Linked DNA regions of Sus scrofa: region 2 is linked to region 1. Evidence: chromatin contacts called from public Hi-C data. All regions are on one chromosome and are shown on one strand. The core of a region is the stretch at or near the end of the contact, and the rest is flanking DNA. Distances in the headings are between cores, read along the strand shown. Region 1 holds the start of ITPKB (inositol-trisphosphate 3-kinase B). Region 2 has its middle 27 kb from the start of PSEN2.

Region 1 (6,839 bases), core at 2,625-5,124:
AAACCTCAAGGCGAGACTTACCACTCGGGGCTTCTGCTGGTCCAGAGTATGCAGGAAGGGAGAGTTGGGGTCCAGGCAGCGCTCGGGGTCACTGGAGATGTCCTCCTCCGAGTCCTCATAGGAGGAGAAGCCAGTGGAGGAGGCAGAGGAAGAGGACAGCTTCCTGAGCGGCAGGCTGCCCCCGGGGCTTCTCTGCGCCTCCTCCAAAGCCCCGTCCTCCTGGGCACCAGTGTCTGTAATGATGACGGCAGGTATGGTGCTTCGGCTGCAGGCCTCTCCCCGGACAGGCCGGGCGTCCTGATCTGGGGAGAGCCGCTCCAGGCTGGGGTGAGCTGCTCTGTCCTGCGGCTGGCTTCCCCAAGTCCCCTCGGATCGCACCCCTGTGCCACACGTCCAGGCCAGACCTGCTTCTTCCATGGGGCCCAGACAAAGCCTAGGGCTCCCGGGGTGCACACCCATCCCATCGCCAAGAAGGCACTGAGGTTCTTTCAGATCTTTTGCTGCTTCCCAACAGGGCAAAGGTGCCAGCGTTCTGCCAGAGAGAATCCCCGCCTTGGCCTCCCGGGGCCCCAGCTGCACTGAGCGGCTACCCCCAAGCAAGCCCAGTGCCGGAGACCCTTCATCCACTCTGCTGGACAGTGGCCGTGGCTCCTCAGCCACTAGGGCTCCACTCAGGGTCCCCTCGGAGCCTACCGAGCCCAAGCCTCCTGGCTGCCTGAACCAGCTGGGGGCCTCAGGGGGCTCCAGTGGGCTCTGTGCATTCACAGTCCTCTCCACTGGCCTTTCGGCCGCTGCCGGCACCCCGGAGCCAGGCATACCACCGGGCAGATCTCCTTTCCCCACCTTTCCTGGGGGCTCTCCATTGTGGCGCCCGCCCCTCTCTGGGGCTGGGCTGGTCTCACTGCCCAGAGACTGCCCCTGCCTCTTGGCCAGGGCCTCTGGGGGGAACACACCCCTATGCTCAAGGGCCCCCTCAGACGGTTCCATGAGGGCAGATCGTGTGGGTGGTGTGGTCCCATGGCTGTGGCTCTCCCTGCAACTTCTGTAGCCACTGCCAAGTTCACTCCCACCAGCCCCAATGAGGGAGCTTGGCAGCTGTGAATTCCCAAAGGAGGAGATACCCTCTTGTCAACTTCCATGGCAATGGGTGAGCCACAGTGGGGTCTGGCAGGGACCCCCTTCTCCATCCTCACCGAAGCGCCTGGACCCTGAGCCCCTGATCCTGACGGGGCAGCGGGGCTGGGGAAAGATGCCGGTCCATCTTTGTCCTTCGAGAGGCATAGGCTGGGCGCCCCTCCTCCTCTCCCAGAGTCGGCCTCTGAAGTCTCCGTACACTGATCCCCCCAGGACTTTGTCCTCCGTTCCTCGCTTTGTGCCAGGACCCTTCCTGGGGGCTGACTGACGCTGCGGAAAGGGCACGGGGAGGGCGAACGAGCCCTGCCCAAACGCGGGCTGCGGGGCGCTTGAGTGGCGGAGCTCTGCGCCTGGATGTGCGCCTCGAACATGCCCACTTTCTGGTTCACCTGCACGTTTTGCAGCTCACGCTGCAGGATTCGCAGCTTCCTCTTGGCCTCCTCTGGCCCGGGAGGGGAGAGGGTACCACGGGTGGTCACCACCTGCTGCTCGTCCCCTCTCAGGCGACCCGCCCAACTCGGGCTGCCCACGCTGCTGCCGCTGCCGCTGCCACTGCCGCTGCCGCTGCCACTACCACTATTCAGCCTGCGCCGGCCACTCCGCCAGCCCGGGGGGCTCCCGGGCTCCTCCGGCGACAAGGACTCGGCTGGGGGGAACAAGAAAGAGGAGCCGCTCCCGGGGCTGAAAACGCTGCCTGGGCTCAACACGGCCCTTCCCGGCGGCGGCGGCGGCGGGGGCGTCTCGCTGCTGCTGGGCCGAGGGCCGCCGCCGCTCTTCACCTGGTTGGCGCTATTCATGATCACCAGGCTGTTGAGTGCATAGCAGTACATAGCCATAGTACTGGGTCCGCCGCGCTGCCCGCCGCCGCCGCTCCCGTTCCGGCTCCGCCGCCGGCGTCTCCTCCTCCCGCAGCTCTCGGCTCAGCCCTGGAGGCCCCGCGGCCGCGGCTCCGCGCGCAGATGGGGTGGCATGGCCCGGGCAGCGGGCGGGGGGCAAGACCGCAGGCTCAGCCCCCGCCCAGAGCTCCATAAACAACAGCGCCGCTGCGGAGACACAAGGAGAAAAGTCAGGACCCCAGAGGGCGGGTGGTGGGGAACGGCTTGGGAACTAGGACGGCCCCGGCCCGCGGAACCCCCATCTGTCCGGAAGCGGGTGCCACTGGACGTCTCACTTCTAGGGGCTATGCCGCCAGGCGAAGACACAACTCCGCGGCCTCCGGCGCTAGCGCGGTTGCGGGTGTGCGTTTCCCGAGTGCGTTCCCACCCCTCGCCCCAGGCTGTGATGCGCCTGGAGGTCTCTTCAGATTCCAAATTCTAAGATTCGTCTCCAGAGCCAAGAGCACCGGCGGAGGATGCCGTACAACTACTTAATTCCTACGCGGGCTGCGTGCGGAGCGCGGCTCTTGCGACCTCTCTGAGAGTGAGGACTCCCCCCTTCACCACCACTGGGTCTCCTCGGCTTTGCAAACCCTGGTTCAATCAGGTATAACAGGGCAGCCCCCGCCCCTGGGCTTCGGGATCTCCCCGCTCCACTCTCTCTGGCCAACAAGGACCGACTCAGAGGAAACCTGAGCGGGACCTGCCTTCCCCGGCCGCTGCCTGCGCCCGGGTCTTGGAGGGGAACCTCTGCGTGGCCTGCCGTTTACCTTCCTGACCCTGGCCTTGGGGCTGTTTCCCTAGGCCTACGACGGCCTGGGCGAGCGGTGGGGCAGCAGCCAAGGCCTTTTCCAGCACTGGCCTTGTCGCCAGTCCCCAAACAAGTGTGTTTTGTGTGTGGGCGCGCCTGCGCGCGCTCGGGGCCGAGACGCTGCGCGTCCCCTGTACCGGAACCAATACTCGCCGCCCCCTGCCGTCGCCCCCCATGGAGGGGCGTGTGTGTGTGTGTGTGTGTGTGTGTGTGAGTGAGTGTGTGAGTGTGTGCGCGCGCCTGTGCGCGCGCGCCGGTACCGGGAGTCCGCGCTCCGCACGCCCTGTGCGGGAGGACGCTACTGCCTCTGCGGGCACCGGGACCCGCGCCCCCTCCGAGGGACTCTGCGATGTGCGCGGCTGCAGCCTTCGGGGGCCCAGGCTCTGCAAACCTCCCGGGGCCCGGCTCTAAGCCCCTGGGCGGCGCAGCCGAGTACAAGGCTTCTCCGCATCCTGGGCAGCCTCGCCCGGCGGCCGGAGCCGGGGGACGCCTGCAGCGCGCCGGGGAGGCGGCGGGAAGTCAGTGGCCCGGAAGGCGAGCAGGAGAAACGCCGAAAACTTGTCTCTGGCTCCTGTGCTCACACCCCTACTCCACGCCACCGTCCCCAGTCAAAACCTCTTTGCCCGTCTCCCCGGCCCACTTCTCTGCGCTTTTTCAGAACCCGGAACCCTCAGATTCTCTCCCGAGCAGAGAGTGAGGGGAAACCGCGTTCGGAGGCGAGGGCCATTTAAAAAGCCGCCAAACTTACCTGCAATTTCTCAGATTCCCGGGTCCTGTGCAGACTACATGGCCCAGGGACGCAGACCGCGTAGGAAAAAGATGGCTTTAAAAGTTCAAAAAGCTCAGAAATGGTTTCCTGACTTCTTTTGGAAGACCAAAAAAATAGGAGTGGAAAAGAAGGCGGAAAGCTCCTCGGTAGGGGCCGGAGATCCGGGCGGTGGCGACGCCGGCCGGCCCTGCACGCCCTTCTGAGCCGCGGAGATACTACCCCTGTCAGTGTCTGCTCCAGGCCACTTCAGTGTTTGTTCAATGTGCGATTAAAAAAAAAAAAAAAAAAAAAAAGTTGGGGGGTGGGGGAGAGGAGGGAGGAGGGAGAAAGGCGGGGGCTTGGGGGAGGAAAGCAGGAAGGAAGTTGTGAGCCTGTCTGGGGTTGAACTCAGCGGAACAAGTTTTTCTTTTCTTTTTTTTTTTTTTTTTTTTTTCTATTGCTTGGCAAGACCGAGGGAGGGAAACACTTAAAAAAAAAAAAAGTTTCCATTGTTAGCTAACAAAAAAAGAAAACCTTTTAACTTCTGCGGGTTAAAGATACACGATCCATTTTCCACCCCTCCAGCGAGCCTCGCTGGTGGCTAGCTTTATGAAACTTTTTTTGAAACATGTTTTTAATAAAGTTTGAGTGTGCATTTTAAGCAAAGCAAATCATGGGGGCCTGTTTAGCATTTAAAACGAACTAAAGCCCTATATAAACTGTTTGTGTCCTTGTACACAAATATGCAAATTCGAATAAGGTACTTTGTGGGCACCTCCGTTGCAGTTGCACATTTTAAATGCATCACGGTCGTATTTTGGAAGGCAGGTTGGGCTGTGAGCTGTTGATAGTTTTGCAGTGCAATTGCTAGTTGAATAAACACGCCTTTGCATTGCACATGTTTTTTATTACTAAATGCACACAGCAAATGTGACATTGGCATGTTTTTGCACTTAATTCTCCAAGTTATTTTAAGAAAAATAATAGGCCTGGAACTAAGAAGGCTGGGGACCCTTTGCTCAGTCTCCTGCAGCTGGATCATTTTCAAGAGACTTTTTCCTCCATCATCAGCAAATACCTCTGGGCAAGGATCTTACCCCATTTAAGCTCTGATGCTGCAAGTGTGTTTTGCATAATTCCCTAAACCCTAAACTATAGCATTTAGTGGAAAGAGGGAAAATACAGCTGCCAGGCTCAAGAAATGTAAAACTCTAAAGCCCAGCATCAGTCCTTATGTTCCTATTAACCAGAGTTTAGTTGGAAATTTTGACTCTGCTCTTGCTTGTTTGTAACAATGCTGTTTAAGTGAGCAAAGCAACCTGCTGCTCCCTCAGGAAAAAACTCATTTAAATCTGAAACCAAGACATCTTCTAGCCAAGAATTCCCTGGAATCAGACACTGTTGAGTCCTGTCTGTTTTTATGTTTTTAACATGCTATGTTAAAAGGATTGGGTCTAATTCCTCTTCTCCCCCCCCCCCCATGGGGCTAAGTAAAAAGAGCCTAGAGTTTATTCAGATATTGCCTCAGGACCTGGGCAATTGCTATGGCAGAGAAGTCAGCCCTATCCTTGCCCCTAATTCAGTGCCCTAGTGGCAAGAAACAGGAGCTGCCAGTTCTCGAGAGACCCACTCCAGGGAGTTTATTTCTGACTATCACAGGAGATACAAACACCCACATCAGGTGTCATGGTAGAAACAACTGAAGGGCTGAGTGATACATACGGTGAACACAGAAACTTAGCTTCCCAGCCTCTGGGAAATCTCACTGTCACCTCATAGCTAGACTTCACAGGCCTTCCCTAGAATTGAGAAATTCAGGTTTCCCTGAATGTAGAGTCAGCCTGAAGAATTTTGCTCAGAACGTAGTCAGCAACTGGTCAGGTTGTGGCATGCAGAAGGGATTCCTGCCTGGGACTGGAGGTAGAGCTAGATAATTCTACCAGTCTAAAATTCTAACTGTGCTATCCAGGACAGCAAGGAGGGGGGAGAAGATGGAGAAAAATCCATATCTGGGATCCCACATGGCTGGCTAACCTCTTGAAACAGAATCTAGTCACCTTCCCAGATTTTTTTTTTAATCACATCTGTAGTTTTATAATGATCATAACAATCTAATTTCACAGGATTTCCATCCCACAGCCCAAGCACATCCCCCCACCCCCCAAACTGTCTCCTCCAGAGACCATAAGTTTTTCCATGTCTGTGAGTCAGTATCTGTTCTGCAAGGAAGTTCATTGTGTCCTTTTTTCATATTCCACATGTCAGTAAAAGCATTTGATGTTGGTGTCTCATTGTATGGCTGACTTCACTTAGCGTGATAATTTCTGGGTCCATCCATGTTGCAAAAAATGCCGGTATTTCATTCCTTTTAATGGCTGAGTAATATTCCATTGTGTATGTGTATATGTACCACATCTTCTTGATCCACTCCTCCGTCGATGGACATTAGGTTGTTTCCATGTCTTGGCTATTGCAAATAGTGCTGCAATGAACATCGGAATACATGTATCTTTGCGAGTCGTGGTTTTCTCTGGATAGATGCCCAGGAGTGGGATTGATGGATCAAATGGTACTTCTAGTTTTAGTTTTCTGAGGAATCTCTATACTGTTTTCCACAGTGGTTGCACCAATTTACAATCCCACCAACGGTGTTCCTTTTTCTCTACACCCTCTCCAGCACTTGTTGTTTGTAGACTTTTTGATGATGGCCATTCTGGCTGGTATAATGTGGTACTTCATCATGGCTTTGATTTGCATTTCTCTAATGATGAGTGATGTTGAACATCCTTTCATGTGTTTCTCGGCCATCTGTATGTCTTCTTTGGAGAATTGTCTGTTTAGATCTTCTGCCCATTTTTTGGTGGGGTGTTTGTTTTTTTGGTATGGAGCTGCAGAAGTTGTTTATAAATTTTGGAGATTAATCCCTTGTCAGTTGATTCACTTGCAAAGATTTTCTCCCATTCTGTGGGTTGTCTTTTTGTGTTGTTTAGGGTTTCCTTTGCTGTGCAGAAACTTTTAAGTTTGATTAGGTCCCATTTGTTTATGTTTGTTTTTATTGTCAATACTCTAAGAGGTGGATCTGAGAAGATGTTGCTGTTGTTTATGTCAGAGAGTGTTTGGCCTATGTTTTCCTCTAAGAGTTTTATAGTGTCTGGTCTTATAGCTAGGTCTTTAATCCATTTGGAGTTTATTTTTGTGTCTGGTGTTAGGGAGTGTTCTAATTTCATTCTTTTCCATGTGGCTGTCCAGTTTTCCCAGCACCACTTATTGA
Region 2 (6,839 bases), core at 2,718-5,217, 49 kb after region 1:
AAAAACAAACAAAAAAAAAACCAGCACAAATTTATTATCTTATATTTCTGGAATTTTAAAGTCAATATCATTAGGGTAAAATCAAGGTCTGGTAATTCTTCTGAAGTCTCTAGAAGAGACCATTTTTTTATCTTTTCCCGCTTCTAGAGATCGCCTGCATCTGGAGATTGGTCCCTTCCTTGCGTCACTCCAACTTCTTGCTGTTGTTGTTGCATCTCCTACTGCTCCCTGCTTCTCCTTGGCCCTCTTTTAAGGACCCCAGTGTTTACACTGGTCCCACGCAGATCATAATCCAGGACAGTTTCCCTATGCAAGGTCCTGATATAATGACATCTGCAAGAGCCTTTTTAGCACCTCAGGTGACATGGTCGCAGGTTCAGGGGATTAGGATACAGACAACTCCGGGGGGCCATTATTCATCTGTCCATGTCCTAGCAGAGGGGAAAGAGCAGTGAAAGCACCACATCTTAACCACTAGATCACCGGGCACCTCCCTAGATTTTAGAGTGTGGAGATTGGAGCTTTTGGTCCATTGTGCTCCATGGACCTGGAGGTCTGCAGGATGCATTTGTCCGGCCACCTCACCCCAAATTCTCAAAGTGCCTGCAGCCCGCCTCTGCAGTTCCTCTCCTGCTGCTGTGTCACAGCTCATCCTGTCCCATGCCTAAGTCTCCATAAATGCTGTGAGCTCTGCCTGAATTATTCCTTATCTTACCTCTCCTGCGCCCATCCTCTCACCCAATGAACTCTTCAAATCTCAGCTGAAACAGCATTTTCTTTAAAAGACCGCCCTCCTCTGCCATGTGCTCCCATAACCTGGTCCTTCACCATCCATACTACTCATCTCATGTGTTTAATGCCTGACTTGTTCTTCTGGCTTGACTCCGGGAGAGCAGGAACCACGACTATTTTACTCACTGCTGTATCCCCCAAACCTGGCATCTAGTAGGTGCTCAGTAAAATACTGGTCGTTGAGTCAGCAAGGTCACCTGAAAGACACTTTGCCTCCCAGGACAGCCTGGTGTAGGCTTAGAAAGAATGTCACAATTGGGAGAGTAATAAACCAGAAAAGGGAAGCCTGGGGGCAAAGGTGGCAGAGCCCAGCCAGGCACCATTGGTTGACTGAATGCAATATCATAAGCACCTATCACGTGCCATTGAGCACCTACTATGTGCTAGATGTTAAATTAACCAAGTAGACCCTCATGAAGTCTAATGATGGGCTTATAGTCTGTCCAGGGGAGGGTTTGCCTGTCAGGCTCCTAGAAACTCTGACTCTTCCAGCAGATGTACACGCACCTGTTGTTAAGGGTGATGTTCGAAACACTTAACAGATGTGGCAGAGGCACTGACCAGTCAGAGCAAGCTCCAGAATAATAACTGGTGGAGTCATGGAAGGAAGAGCCACTCTGACTGAGGCAAGCAGAGACCCTCTGTCATGTACCCTGGAATTACCTTTCCCACCATGCTTGCTCTCAGCCATACCCACCCAAGAGAGGCCTCCCATTGCCTGATGAGCCGGTTGAGATGATATAAGTATCTGATCTTATCTCTCATTATAAGTAATGGCTTCATGCATTTGTCTCTTGGGAGCCTCCTCGTGTCCCAGCCACTGAGCCACAGTGACCCACCTTCTTTAGGGCCAGGCTGCCTTGTGATCCCCCTTCCCCACGACTCAGAACCTCTCTGTGCTGCCAGCTAGCTGTTTTTGTTGGCTTCCATTTGTGTCTATGAGCAGATGCTCGATGGGGAGGGAGTGGGGTAGCCTCCCAGAGGCAGGCCCAGGAGCAGTCTTCCTAGAGGCTGTCTCGGATGTTGGAGTCACATGGGGGCTCAGAACTGGGTAATGACAAACCGGTGACAGATTTAGTCTCAGATCTCAAAACCATGCCTGGTGCAGGCAGCCGAGGACTACTACCCAGAGGCTTAGGAATCAGTATGAGATTCAAGCAAGGATGTGCTGAAAACTGGGAGCCTGGAGTAGCTGGCAATGGGAAATCAGGCATTGTGTGTGTGTGGGGGGTGTGTTCCTTCTTATGTGTCCTAAAGATGTGGTACATTGTGCTGCTATGTCCTAAAGACACCATTTTGTTTGTTTGTTTGCTTTTTAGGGCCACACCTGAGGCATATGGAAGTTTCCAGGCTAGGGGTTAAATCGGAGATGCAGCTGCTGGCCTACACCACAGCCACAGCAATGCCGGATCGGAGCCACATCTGGATCCTACACCAAAGCTCCCTGCGAAGTCAGATCCTTAAGCTACTGATTGAGGCCAGGGCTTGAACCCTAATCTTCATGGATACTAATGGGGTTTGTTACCACTGAGCCACAAAGGGAACTCCTAAAGACACCACTTCTGTCAGACTAAGAGGTGCCAGAGTCCCCCTCCCAATCACTTGTTGCTCAACAAGCTCTCCAAAGTGGATTTTTGTTCAGCAGTCCTAATCCGGTTCTCCCAGACATGGGTAGGGTGGTGACTGATTCTCAAACTTGTTGATGCCAACTTTTACCAAGTACCATCAGAGCAGAAGGCATCAGGGACAAACCTAAAAATTAGCTATAGTCTGGCTGCTGGGCTGTGCTTACAGAATAGTCACAGCTGTTTAGAGCTGCAGCGTGTGTGTGTGTGTGTGTGTGTTTGGAGTTGGTGTTGAAAGATGCTCCTATATTAGGGAGGAAAAGGCATAGCCAGATGGTCACTGGGGGCTTCTATCCCAAGAGGGAAAGTTTCTTGCAAGAGCTATGAAATAAATGAAAGCAATTTATTCAGGCTGCCTGGCCCAGGGGGGTCATAGATCAACAGCAGTAAGTGGTGGTGGGGGCAGGTCATGCATAGCAGGGGTTAGAACTGAGGTGGGGGCTGCCCAAGGGGCTTGGGGTTCTCCAAGAGAACTTGGTCTCCAGCTAAGATATTAAAATGGAACATGGAATTTATTAGTTTTATTAATTAAGATATTAGCGTGGAATTCCTGCACCGACGGTTCCCACTTGGGATATAACACTTCCCTAGAACCCTCAGATCAAGTGTTTGCCGTCAGAGGACCTTGTCCTGTGGAAAGGTTCTCAAAGTGTGGTTTGAGGATCCTCTGCCTGAGAATCAAATAAGGTGTTTGCCAAAAAAGTAGGTTCTTGGGCCACACCCTGCACCTACTGAGCTGGAACGTCTGAGGGTGGGGCCTGGGTGTCTGCTCTTTTAACTGGTGACTTTATTTTTTTTTGCCTTTTTTTTTTCTTTTTAGGGCCGCACCCTTGCCGTATGGAAGTTCGCAGGCTAGGGGTCAAATCTGAGCTACAGCCTACACCACAGCCAGAGCCACAGCAATGGCATCTGTGACCTACACCACAGCTCACGGCAATGCCGGATCACTGACCCACTGAGCCAGGCCAGGGATGGAACCCGCATCCTCATGGATACTAGTCAGATTCGTTTCTGCGGGGCCACGATAGGAACTCCTCAACTGGTGACTCTTAAAGTTTACAATGTCCACCTGCTGCCAGGAAGTCACAAAGTCCAGGGAGGAAGCAGAGGGGATGGCTTCCTGGGGCTCCCCGCAGTTTTCAATTTTTTAGGAAGTACCCTAGAGGAAGGGTAAAGTAGATAAATGCATTTTTCTTTTAAAATTTCACTTTAGTTTTGAGAACTTAACATATGAGGAGACCGAGGCATTCTTTCTCCCCCTCACCTCCCTGCCCCTGTCCCCCAAAGCCCTTGAGCGCTCTGTGAAACGTGACCTGCCTTACCCAGCCCTCACAGCCGGCTTTCTGGCAGGAACTTGACTGGGGAGTGGGGGTGTGGGGTGGGGGGTGGTCTCGGCCAAGGTCTTGGAAAGAATATGCTGTTTCTTGGGCAGTGGGGTCTCCAGGCCTGAATGCCCAAGGCCAACATAGAGCGCTTAAAAATAGAGGCCGGTGGCCCAGCCCAAGGGAAAAGAATGGAGGCCTCCCTGGATCACCAAAGAATGATCCGAACAAAGGAGGCTGACGCCCTCCAGTGGAGAGAAGCTGCTTCCCAGCCCCGCTTAAGGGCCAGACCCACAGGGCTGAAGGCTGAGCCTCAAGGGGGGGACACAGCCATGGAAACACCACCTCCCTAAGATCCCTGCTTCCGGATAGAGGAAGAATCGCGCTGCCTGCATTTGCTAACATCCCTGTGATTGCAGGATGCCTTGCTGTAATGTGTACTGTTTGAATAACAAGTACCTTCCATCATCATCAGAATTGAGACTATTTTCATTTTTTCTCATTGAGATTGAGGCTACTACTACTGGAGTTCCCATCGTGGCTCAATAGTTAACGAATCCAACTAGCAGCCATGAGGTTGCGGGTTCGATCCCTGGCCTTGCTTGGTGGGTTAAGGATCTGGCGTTGCCGCGAGCTGTGGTGTAGGTTGCAGACACGGCTCGGATCCCACATTACTGTGGCTCTGGCTTACGCCGGTGGCTACAGCTCCGATTAGACCCCTAGCCTGGAAACCTCCATATGCTGCGAGAGTGGCCCTAGAAAAGGCTAAAATACAAATAAATAAAGAAAAGAAAAGGCTACTACTACTGGGCGTTCCGGTTGTGGCTCAATGGGTTAAGAACCCAACTCTTATCCATGAGGATTTGGGTTCGATCCCCGGCCTCACTCGGTGGGTTAAGGACCAGGTGTGCCTGGTGGCATAGGCCAGCAGTTCAGCTCTGATTCGACCCCTAGCCTGGGACCTTCCATGTACTGCAGATGTGACCATAAAAAGACAAAACAAACTTTTTTTTTTTAGAGACAACAGGCTTTAAATAAAAGATTGAAAAGTAAAAGTACACAACACCTCACACCCATTACTATAAAAGAAAGACAGGCCAAAAGAGAGAGAGAAGATAAAGTGTCTTGGAAAGGATGGAGAGATTGGGACTCTTGAGCAATGGTCACGGGGATGTGAAACGGTGCAGACATTGTGGAAAACAACACGGTAGCTCCTCAAAAGAACTGAACATAGAGGTATCATATGATCCAGCAATTCCACTTCTAGATACACACCCCAAAGAACTGAAAGCTGGGTCTCAAAGAGATATTTCTCCCCCCATGTTCTCAGCAGCATTATTCAGCATCCCCAAGCCGTAAAAGCAACTGAAAGTGTCCTTTGATGAATGCATAGATACAATGTATCCATATGGTGGAATATCATTCATATGGTGGAATATCATTCAGCTTTACAAGGGATTGCATTCTGAATGGAAGTGCCTTCAGGAAGTTCCCGTGCTGCTACAGCATGGATGGACCTGGAAGACAATGGGCTAAGCGACACAAGCCTGGTGCGGCCCTAAAATAAAAGGGAAAAAAAAAAAAAAAGGCATCTAAGCCCTGATTCTTAGAAAGTGAATGCTGCCTCGTATGAGGTATTAGGTTCTTCAGAGAAAGAGAACTAATAGGATGTGGGGGCGTGGGGGGGGTGGGTATAAAATAACATGGAGATTTTTAAGGAAATTAGGCTCATGCAGCTGTGGAGGCTGGCGAATCCAAAATCTGCAGGGTAGGTCGGCAGGCTGGAGACCCAGGAGAGAGTTGCCGTTTGAGTCCAAAGGGCCTTTTGCTGGCAGAATGCCTCTTCTTCCAGGGAGGCCAGTCTGCTCCCATGAAGACTTCAGCTGATTGAATGAGGCCCTGCTCACATAATGGAGGGTGATCTGCTTCACTCAGGTTCTACTGGTTTAGATGGTATCGCATCTAAAAAGCACCTTCAGGAAGTTCCCACCGTGGCTCAGCGGTAAAGAGCCCAACTAGTATCCGTGAGGATGAGGGTTCCATCCCTAGCCTCGCTCAGTGGGTTAAGGATCCCGCGTTGCCGTGAGCTGTGGTGTAGGTCAGAGGCATGGCTCGGATCCTGTGTTGCTGTGACTGTGGCTGTGGCGGAGGCCAAGCAAAGTGCAGAAGCTGCAGCCTGGTTTCTTCTTGCCGTTTATCGGGAAATCCCAGAGGTAACAGGTGAGTTGAGGGAAGAATCGCTAAGGAAAAAAGAAGGGAGACTCGATGATTTGGGAAACTCTCGACCTATTCAGATTGCAAAAGAGGCTCATGGGGAGACTCACTGTCTGGAAAGCTGACCCTGAAGAGAAGGCCAAGGGTGTGGCTGGAGAGCCGATTGCTGGCGCTGGAGGCACCGGACACGGGACTATGTCACTTAGCCTAATGTCATCCGTGTGCCATCTGAGCTGAAGCCAAGAATAGAGAAGGGAGCTCAGGAAAGGTCTGTGGTGGAGCCTCTTGTTTCTGGGTGTGAATCCTGGGGTAATGCACCAGACTTTTGAGGGTGGAAGATCTGCAGACACACTGCCAGCTCGAACTGAAAGGGGCAGGGAGAGTGTGAAATGAGGGAAGGTGTTCGCCCACATCTAAATGCCCGAAACAGCTGCCCAAACTCCTCAGCAGCAAACCCTCCATTACCCTTCAAGAAAAAGGAGATGACTCTGGAGAGGGAGGGTGGCCAGCGGGCAGGAGTCTCGAGCGGCAAAGCCTGACCCCTGGGTCTCCAGACCTCAGGGATTTTGGCCAAGTGGATTTCAACAGCGCTTGGAGCTGGCAACGCTTTTCTCCTTCCATTTTCTCCCTGCTGGAATGGCCCCCCGAACTCAGGAGAATATTTAATGTCTACTGGTTCATTTTAAGACAAGTATCATAGGGAGTTCCCGTCGTGGCTCAGCAGAAACGAATCTGATTAGCATCCGTGAGGATGTGGGTTTGATCCCTGGCCCCGCTCAGTGGGTTAAGGATTTGGCCTTGCCCTGAGCTGTGGTGTAGGTCACAGATGCAGCTCAGATCCTGCGGTGGCTGTGGTGTAGGCTGGCAGCTACAGATCTGATTTGAC

The links. A called contact is a pair of places that touch in the nucleus more often than the background predicts.
Region 2: a Hi-C map of skeletal muscle shows a contact between it and region 1, with 3 times the contacts expected there. The contact joins the enhancer-like site here to the promoter of ITPKB in region 1. A contact is called at or near these places in 4 of 5 promoter capture datasets (fetal liver, fetal skeletal muscle, liver and 1 more), 18 of 47 Hi-C or Micro-C datasets (alveolar macrophages, blood, embryonic fibroblasts and 10 more) and 2 of 2 datasets of contacts at active chromatin or transcription factors (alveolar macrophages and skeletal muscle).

The regions. Positions count from the first base shown.
Region 1 is chr10:14,465,712-14,472,550 of Sscrofa11.1, forward strand. It overlaps ITPKB (inositol-trisphosphate 3-kinase B), which reads right to left and starts at 3,875. Exons shown (of 10, transcript XM_021064414.1): 1 at 3,569-3,875; 2 at 998-2,177; 3 at 22-995. The coding sequence starts at 1,970.
Region 2 is chr10:14,514,299-14,521,137 of Sscrofa11.1, forward strand. No RefSeq gene overlaps it. Among named protein-coding and RNA genes, the nearest start is that of PSEN2, 27 kb to the right of the region's middle. Within about 2 kb of position 3,968, at least 17 of the 83 cell types and tissues checked have an H3K27ac peak or open chromatin away from gene starts, as enhancers often do. A contact at or near this core is called in skeletal muscle and subcutaneous adipose tissue, where this site is marked.